2 separate regions of the Gossypium hirsutum genome follow, and region 2 is linked to region 1. A link is a contact called in public Hi-C data. All regions are on one chromosome and are shown on one strand. The core of a region is the stretch at or near the end of the contact, and the rest is flanking DNA. Distances in the headings are between cores, read along the strand shown. Region 1 holds the start of LOC107946050. Region 2 holds the start of LOC107946060 (pectinesterase).

Region 1 (4,183 bases), core at 1,133-3,632:
TTTATATAGGTTTCCATAAATTACCATAATTGTATATGGTTAAATGTGAAACCAAATAATTCCCTAATTGAAGAAATATTTTATAAATTTCATGGCCAAAAAATAATGCGTATACTAATGTTAAAGATGTATTTTAGGAAACATTAAATTAATGATTGACCTTCGAAATTGCACTAATTTCAAATTTTAATTCGGCAATATATCAGAAATTAGAATATTGAAAAGCATGATATTGAATTAAATGCCATAAATTATCAACAAGTGGTTGGTGTAATGATAAGACATATTGCACTCTTAAGAGGAAGACTCAGGTTCGAACCTTGGGAACAAACATTGTAGGGAGGGATAACCCCAAACATGGACTCTAAAATATATATGAAGTAAACCAAATAAAAATAATTAAATGCCATTAAAAAGAATTGTAAGTAACAATTATTAAAAATAGTTACCATGCCGTTTTTTTTTTGGAAATTTTAAATGTAAAAGTTTGACAGTTTTTTGTCGAAACCATTCTTTTTTATTTGAAAAACGGGGATCGACTTTTAAAAATAAGAATGGGAGTCGCCACCAATCTTTTATTGTGGTGTGATCGGATCACCTTGAAAATAATTTTAGGTCTGCGAATTTTGAGAAAACAGGTTCGGGAGTCGGTTACGCACGAGAAAGGGTTAGCACCCTCGTAACGCCCAAAATTGGTATCGAATAAATTGTTTAATGTCTTAATGTCGAAGTTTTGAAAAGATTTTAAAACGCGATCCTTGGAAAAGAAAATTTGAATAAAATAAATTGGTCGATGAGATTCCCTTATTTCAAAGAAATAAATCGTCACACTCAGTAAGTTTGAGTGCAACATTTTAAATCCTCAAAATTAAATTTATCTCTTGACCTATGCGTTTTGAGAAGGATATCCGATTATTTGGATTAAATGAGAAAATCAAGACCCAGTAAGTTAGGGCTCGATTTCACAAAATTCCTAAATATCGAATATTGCCTTTATTATTATTTTAAAAATTCTCATATTGAGGAATCAACATGTCATGTCCAATACATTAGGACACGGCGTATCGAATTCCCGAGAATGAGCTTTTATTTATGTGTTTTGATTGAAGAAAATCTTCGATTATTTAGATTCAATGAGGAAAATTGGAACCCAATACGTTAGGGCTCAATTCCTTCGAAGATTCCAAATATCAAACTTTTCCTTTATTTTAAAAATCGAGATAGCAAAATGTCACATCCATTAAGTTAGGATTCAACACTTTGAAATCTCAAATGCTTAGTTTTAAAATTGAATGATTTTAATAAATTGAACACTCGAATATCTAAATTCATCGGGAAGAATCAAAGCCTAGTAAGTTAAGGCGCGATTCTTTCGAGAACTTATGAACATCGAGCTTTTAGGAATTAAGCAATAAAACAACTATAGTGCATTAATAAAATACAATTCTCGTAAAAAGGAACGTGATTGGATAACAATACATACAATATAGAATATGAAATACAATCTAAACTTAAACTAAAACAAATAAATAAGTGTTATACAAATATCAACATTGATGTTCAAAAGCTAAACAAATCTATCATCAATTAAAAATACACCAAGATAATAAAGAATGAAAAAATGTCCTACATATAAAAGTTTTAAAATAAATTGCACGCATGGACTCAAAATAAACTTGAAATAAGAGAATAACAACCTTAAGAAAATTGTATAAAGATTTATACAAACATTTAGCATATAGATATACAAAAATGAATTTTAAGCTATAACCTAAACAAAACATTAAAATATATACAAATTATACCAAAATCTTTATAAAAATATACATATTGATAAATAACAAATCAAATAGTAATATGTCAAGTTTGAAGATAAAAATATATAATAGATATATAAAAATGTATGATAAATTTAAAACATGTCAATAATAATTTAAAATAATAGTATATGATATCAAAATAAAACTAAGGATAAATTTAAAGCAATGTTAAGATTAAACAATAAATAATACTAGATCCTAAAAAACCATGTCAAAAATATGCACTAATTAGATTTAAAATTAAATTAATAAAAACTAAATTAGAAATAAAACATAATTTAAAGAAGAGAAGAAAATAATAATAATAATAATAATGTAATTAAAGAGAAAATGAAACAATAATAATAGTTAAAATCATTACATTAAGATTAAACAAAAATCTGAAAGGGCGAATTTAAAATCTACTTAAAATACAAGGACCAATGTAGCAATTAAATGCAAAATTAGAACATTTAGATCCAATTGATAAAACGACATCGTTCGCTCGTGGATCCAATTGGAATCCGAATCAGACATAAGGCAGCAATTAAGAACTTAAGAAAAACCAAATTGAAGTGAAAACAAAATGCAGAGGGATTCAATGCGCAAATAGCCCCTCAGACCCAAAACGCGCGGATCCTCCCCTCGGGTCCGGTCACCGCGCGGGTCGAGGGCTATCAAACGACCAATACGGCACCATTTTATGCACCAAATAAAACCCCCTTTAAACCCTAAAAACATATGTTAACAAACAGACATTAGCCTTCACCCCCTCTGCGTCGCTTCAGTGTCGAAAACCCCCTGCCTATTCAATCTTGGCCTGAACGGAGGTGGGATTCGGCAACGCACCGATCCAGGTAAGGTTTATCAACCCTTTTCCTTTTTTCTTTTCCTTGTTCTATATATATTCTTGTATATGTATGAAATAACAAAACAAACAAAAAAGAAAAGCAATCGGAAAACCGAATGAAAAAAACAACCTTTTTTGTATTGATTTTTTTTTGATACAATCTGCCTCCCTCTTTTTTTTACATTCGATTCTCTGCCCTTTTTTGTATCCGTGTGTAACCTCATACATGGTTTGAATCTTGGCTTATATAGCCGAAAAAAATAGAATAGAAATACAAAAATCCCCCTTCTGCTATTTCGTTATTTGGTTGCTATTTTTTGTTTTTCTTTGCGTCGCTGGTTTGTTGCTTCTATTGTGTAGGTACAATACCAGCCTGGAGCAAGTACGGAGGCTCACGTGGATTTGGCACGGAGGCACTACACGCGTGCAGACGCACCATGCGCGAGGAGGAGGCTTGGCTCTGCTGCGGCGGTGGAGGCTGAATGCTGCCAGGGTTCGCTGATTTCTGGTTTAGGCTAGTTGGGCTAGGGTATTGGGCTTAGGCTAATTGGGTTTTTAATTTTGTTTTTGTATTGGTTTTACTTATTTATCGGGTCGGGCAATATTGGGCTATTACAGTTTTGATTTAATAACTTTTATTAATAAGATTTCAAAATGTTACAGGTCATGAACGAGAGCATTGGTAAGGTTATTAAGAAGGTCCGACGAAAGGAGGATGAGCCGCCAGATGAGGAGGGGAGGCTGTTCAGATGGATTTTGATGTCCCTAAAAAGGTTTCCTTTAGAAACATGGTATTGAATTCATCACTAGAGACTGAATCTAAAAAGGAATCCTGGGTTGAGGATGATATTGAACTAACAGAGGAAGATGTCAAAAAAGAGATAGTGGATAATGTTTCATCCATTGATTTTTCTGAACGTGTTTATTCACTTTGAAAAAAGTATGGCCAGAATGGTAGTTGTAAAATTGCTTGGGAGGATGATTGGATATAATGCCTTATGGAAAAAAATGTGTTCCTTATGGAAACCGACACAGATTTCAATTGATGGATGTCAAGAATGACTATTTCTTGGCAAAGTTTGAGTCAATGGAGGATTATACGAATATTCTATCCAAGGGTCAATGGGTGATCTTTGGACACTATTTGATAGTTCAACCACGGTTTCCTAGTTTCACAACGCTACAATCATACCTCCACAAAGTTGTTGCATGGATTTGTATACCGGGATTGTCAGGAACGTTATACAAAAAGAGCATTCTCCATGAAATTGGAGAAATGATTGACACATTCATAAAGATTGATCTCCAAATTGACAAGGGATCACGAGGCCAATTTGCAGGATTTGTTGTGCACGTCAACTTGCTTAAACCTCTTGTTTTGAAAATCAGGATAGCTAAAAGAATTCATCGTGTAAAATATGAGTCTCTACCAATTATTTGCTATCACTGTGGTACTTATGGACATTTGAAGGATAAATGCCTTCAAAACAAGAATGGGGAAGCTATGGATGAAAAGATTAGTGGTGATAAGCAA
Region 2 (4,147 bases), core at 932-3,431, 170 kb before region 1:
CGATTTCAAGAAATTATTTTCCAGTTTATTCAAAAATCAGAAAATTATCAATCCCCTAAACTAGCGAAAGAAGCATTAACAAAAGGGGAAGAGAGGAACCTGGTTGGAAATGAGCTGATTTGCAATGAAGGATGTCTGCAGGAGGAATGGGCAAGGAACCCGGACTAAAGAGTTTTCTAAAAGAAAGAGATTTGAAAATGATAACAGACTGAAGAAAAATCTTTTTGATAACTGTTATCCTCTGAACAGCTGTGACAATTCAACATGAAAAGATGGGATTTTAATTGCGTCTAGCTGTTACATTTGACTGGGTATTAATTACTGTTCTTGATTTTTCATCTTCTGATTTGCTTTTTAGGGTCAGTTTCCATGGGGCAAACTTTGTAGCCCATTTTTTGTTTTATTTTTGTTTTATGTTTGTTGACAGTAGGAACTAAGCCCAAACTTCTTGGGCATTTTATTGGTTTGACTCTTTATTTATAATAACCCAGTCATATTATTCAAAAAAAAAAAAAGTTTACAAGTTATTGATAAGGCTTCTAAGGTTATTTTAGATTTACTACAAGTGGATAACATGAATGGTTGTTTTATGTAATTGATGTTTTCTTTTCACAAAAAAAAAAAAAGGACATTAAGAATAATATTTTTAAAAAATTAAGAAAAAGAAAATTTTATATTAGGTGTTTGCTTTATTATTTTTTAATGTAAACTTATCTAATTTTTAAACTTTATTAATTAATTATATATATGCATATATTTTTTTGTTGTGTTCATGTTATTTTTTGAAGTTTTACACATTACTAATTAATTTTATGTATATTTTGATGCAATCATAAATCCGGTATTATATTCTTGTTCATCCATATTTAGAATAACTTTGTCATGTCTATGTTTTTCTTAATATATATATATATAAATTTCACATCTTAGAAATAGAGGTGAATTTGAAGTGGCAGAGCCTTGCCTCCCCTCAAATAGAAAATTGATATTTAAGTTTTCTATAAAATGATAAAGTTAAAAAATTAATTTATGATAAAATTACATTTTGGTCTCCAAAAATAAAAATATATATATTTAATTCTTTAAAATGATGAATAATAAATTAATACATTATGTTTAATCCTTTTAAAAAAAATTTATTCAATTTTAACTCCTAAAAGAATTTATGGAGTCGCTCCTGCTTAGAAATTAATTGTATTTATATTTTGCCACATTGTGCATCTGAGTCACGCTTATATTACTTTCATTTTGTAAAATATTTTATACAATTTGTCATAATTATTCAAAATTGAGAAATTATTATTTTTATTAGTATTATATATCAATTTTTATCATATTTTACCTAATTTATCGTACATATTCAATTTGAAGAAAAAACATAAGTTCTTGTTATATTCACATTATATAGATTTTAACACATGATGTTTGTCATGTACACATACATATTTTTATGACACCATCAACATATGTTTTGATTATTTTACATTCTTTTATTAAGTATTAAGTTATGTCACATTTCCTATAATATTTCAAGATAATTTAGTTTTAATTTTAAATCCATATAATAACACTTTTGTATGTATATATATTATTCAATGTCTAAATAAAGTCTAATCCTTCTATCTGTAAAATAATAGAGATAATACATACTTGAGTGTGTTGAAACTCACATCCTCCAAATTATTATAATATTAATAATATAAATTGCTCAATTCACAGAATTTATTATATATTAATATAAAACTTTATTTTCCGGGAACGGGAAGAAAGGCAGGGATGTATCCTAGAATAATTGAAAGAGGAACCTTAATTACTTGACAAAAGTTTCCATATTCATTATCGTACGTGTGGACAGTTATTCACATATAATGTTTTAGTTTAAGGGATTCTCTTGACATTAAAAAAAGGAAAAGAAAAGAAAAGGCTTTTAGTTCGCAATCTACTCGTGTATTGTTGAGGAAAGATTTTATGAAACGGTTTTACTAAATCAAAATTCCCTTTTTACCGTAAAATTGTTTATATTGTGATCTTATTTGTAAAGATTTATTGTAAGATATTGAAATGGTCCGCACTGACTATGAGTGTTAATCTCAATTAAACCCGTTATGACACATTACCAAATATATATATGATTAAGGTCTGTAAAAATGTAAGATATACAAACACCTGTATTTGTATGTATATATGTGTGTATAAACTCACTCCTCCACTCTCTGTTCTCTACTTCTCTTCCATTTTTCAACATTGAAAACTAGCATGTACGATCTAAGTGGAAGATCTAATAAGATCATACTTGTTCTTTTACTTGTGTTGGTCCTCATTTCTTTGATAGTTCCTTTGGAAAAGAGCCCTGAAACTAGTGAAACCCACCATTTTCATGTCAATAATAATCTCCAAATTGCATACACAGCATGTGAAGGCACTTTATATCCCGACCTTTGCGTCGCCACTGTCTCCATTCTCCAAAATCTTGCTTCTAGATCACTCCCCGACCTTATCTCTGCAATTTTAATCCAAACCATGGACGAGGTGAGACTCTCTTGTGCCAACTGCACCGAGATTGAAAAGGGTCTCAAGAGTAACACCACCTTAGAATGGGCGGCCATAAATGATTGCATCGAGCTTTTTAACCATACCCTAGCCGAGCTGAGGGTAGCCCTCGCCGAGCTTAAACCGAAGAGGGTACGGCTCTCTAGGAACTACCATAAGATAAAGACGTTTCTAAGCGCGGCAATGACGAACCAGTACACATGTCTCGATGGGTTCCATGGTAGCAAAGGAAAAACTAAATACGTAATCAAAGAAGCTCTACATAACATATCTCATCATATCAGCAACTCTTTAGCGATGCTCAACAAAGTCCCTGGTGTCAACGAATCGAAACCCGTTGAAGTTTTTCCGGAATACGGTCGCCGGAGAAGATATTTCCCGGCGTGGTTATCGCATAAAGATCGGAAACTTCTACAAGCTCCAATTGACGCAACTGAGTTCGACCTTATAGTTGCCCAAGACGGTAGTGGAAACTTCACTACCATCGGCGACGCTGTTGCGGCAGCTCCGATACACAGCTACGAAAGGTTAATTAAATTTCTTAACAAATTCATAATTGATTGAGGGAGTAATCATGAGCTTAAATTGTTGAATGTTTTTGTTGAAATTGATTATAGGTTTGTGATATATATAAAAGCTGGTGCTTATCTAGAAAATATAGAGGTGGAAATGGAGAAAACAATGGTGATGTTTGTGGGAGACGGCATAGGGAAGACAGTGGTGAAGGCAAACAGAAATGTGGCCGATGGCCATACCACTTTCCGCTCTGCAACAGTCGGTGAGTTTCTAACTTTGAAAACTTCAAATTCAGTACTACAATTTTGTGTTTTTGTTAGGGTTAATATACTATAGGGCTTTACTGATTATTTTAGTACTGGAGTTGTAAATTTACTCTAAAAACCCTGAAATCCCACGATGGAGTTGTAAATTGAGTTAATTTGTTAGGTCAATTTCATAATTTGCTAATTAGTTGAATCAATATTTTTTATTATTGCAATTCAAAACAAATATTATTACAAAAATATCTCCTTTTGTTTTTTCATTTGAAAGTATGGAATCAAAATGTACTTTGGGACCATAATAATAATACTGGGTTTTCACATCATTGTTTGTATGGGGTCCTTCAGCGGTGATGGGCGACGGATTCATAGCCAAGGGGATAACCTTCGAGAACTCAGCAGGGCCAAGCAAGAACCAAGCCGTGGCATTAAGGAGTGGATCAGACCTCTCCGCCTTCTACAAATGCAGCTTCGTAGCCTACCAAGACACTCTCTACGTCCACTCCCTCAGGCAATTCTACCGAGAATGCGACATATACGGCACCGTCGACTGCATCTTCGGCAACGCAGCTGCCGTTTTCCAAGCCTGCAGTTTATACGCTCGTAAACCAAACCCAGACCAAGAGAACGTTTTCACAGCTCAAGGAAGAGCAGACCCGAACCAGAACACTGGGATTTCAATTTTGAACTGTAAAATCCGTGCCGATTCTGATTTAATCCCCGTAATATCATCGTTCAAGACGTATTTGGGGCGTCCCTGGAAAGAGTATTCGAGGACGGTTATTATGCGGTCGTATATAGATGATTTGGTGGATCCT

What was found. Hi-C and Micro-C count contacts between places; a contact is called where the count stands out from the background.
Region 2: a Hi-C map of leaf shows a contact between it and region 1, with 1.8 times the contacts expected there. The contact joins the promoter of LOC107946060 here to the promoter of LOC107946050 in region 1. A contact is called at or near these places in 2 of 34 Hi-C or Micro-C datasets (both in leaf).

The regions. Positions count from the first base shown.
Region 1 is chrD12:44,109,085-44,113,267 of Gossypium_hirsutum_v2.1, reverse strand. It overlaps LOC107946050, which reads left to right and starts at 2,382. Exons shown (of 2, transcript XM_016880230.2): 1 at 2,382-3,178; 2 at 3,313-4,183. The coding sequence starts at 3,641.
Region 2 is chrD12:44,279,206-44,283,352 of Gossypium_hirsutum_v2.1, reverse strand. It overlaps LOC107946060 (pectinesterase), which reads left to right and starts at 2,181. Exons shown (of 3, transcript XM_016880248.2): 1 at 2,181-3,077; 2 at 3,168-3,328; 3 at 3,678-4,147. The coding sequence starts at 2,257. LOC107946061 (a long non-coding RNA gene) reads right to left here and starts at 324. Exons shown (of 3, transcript XR_001696823.2): 1 at 100-324.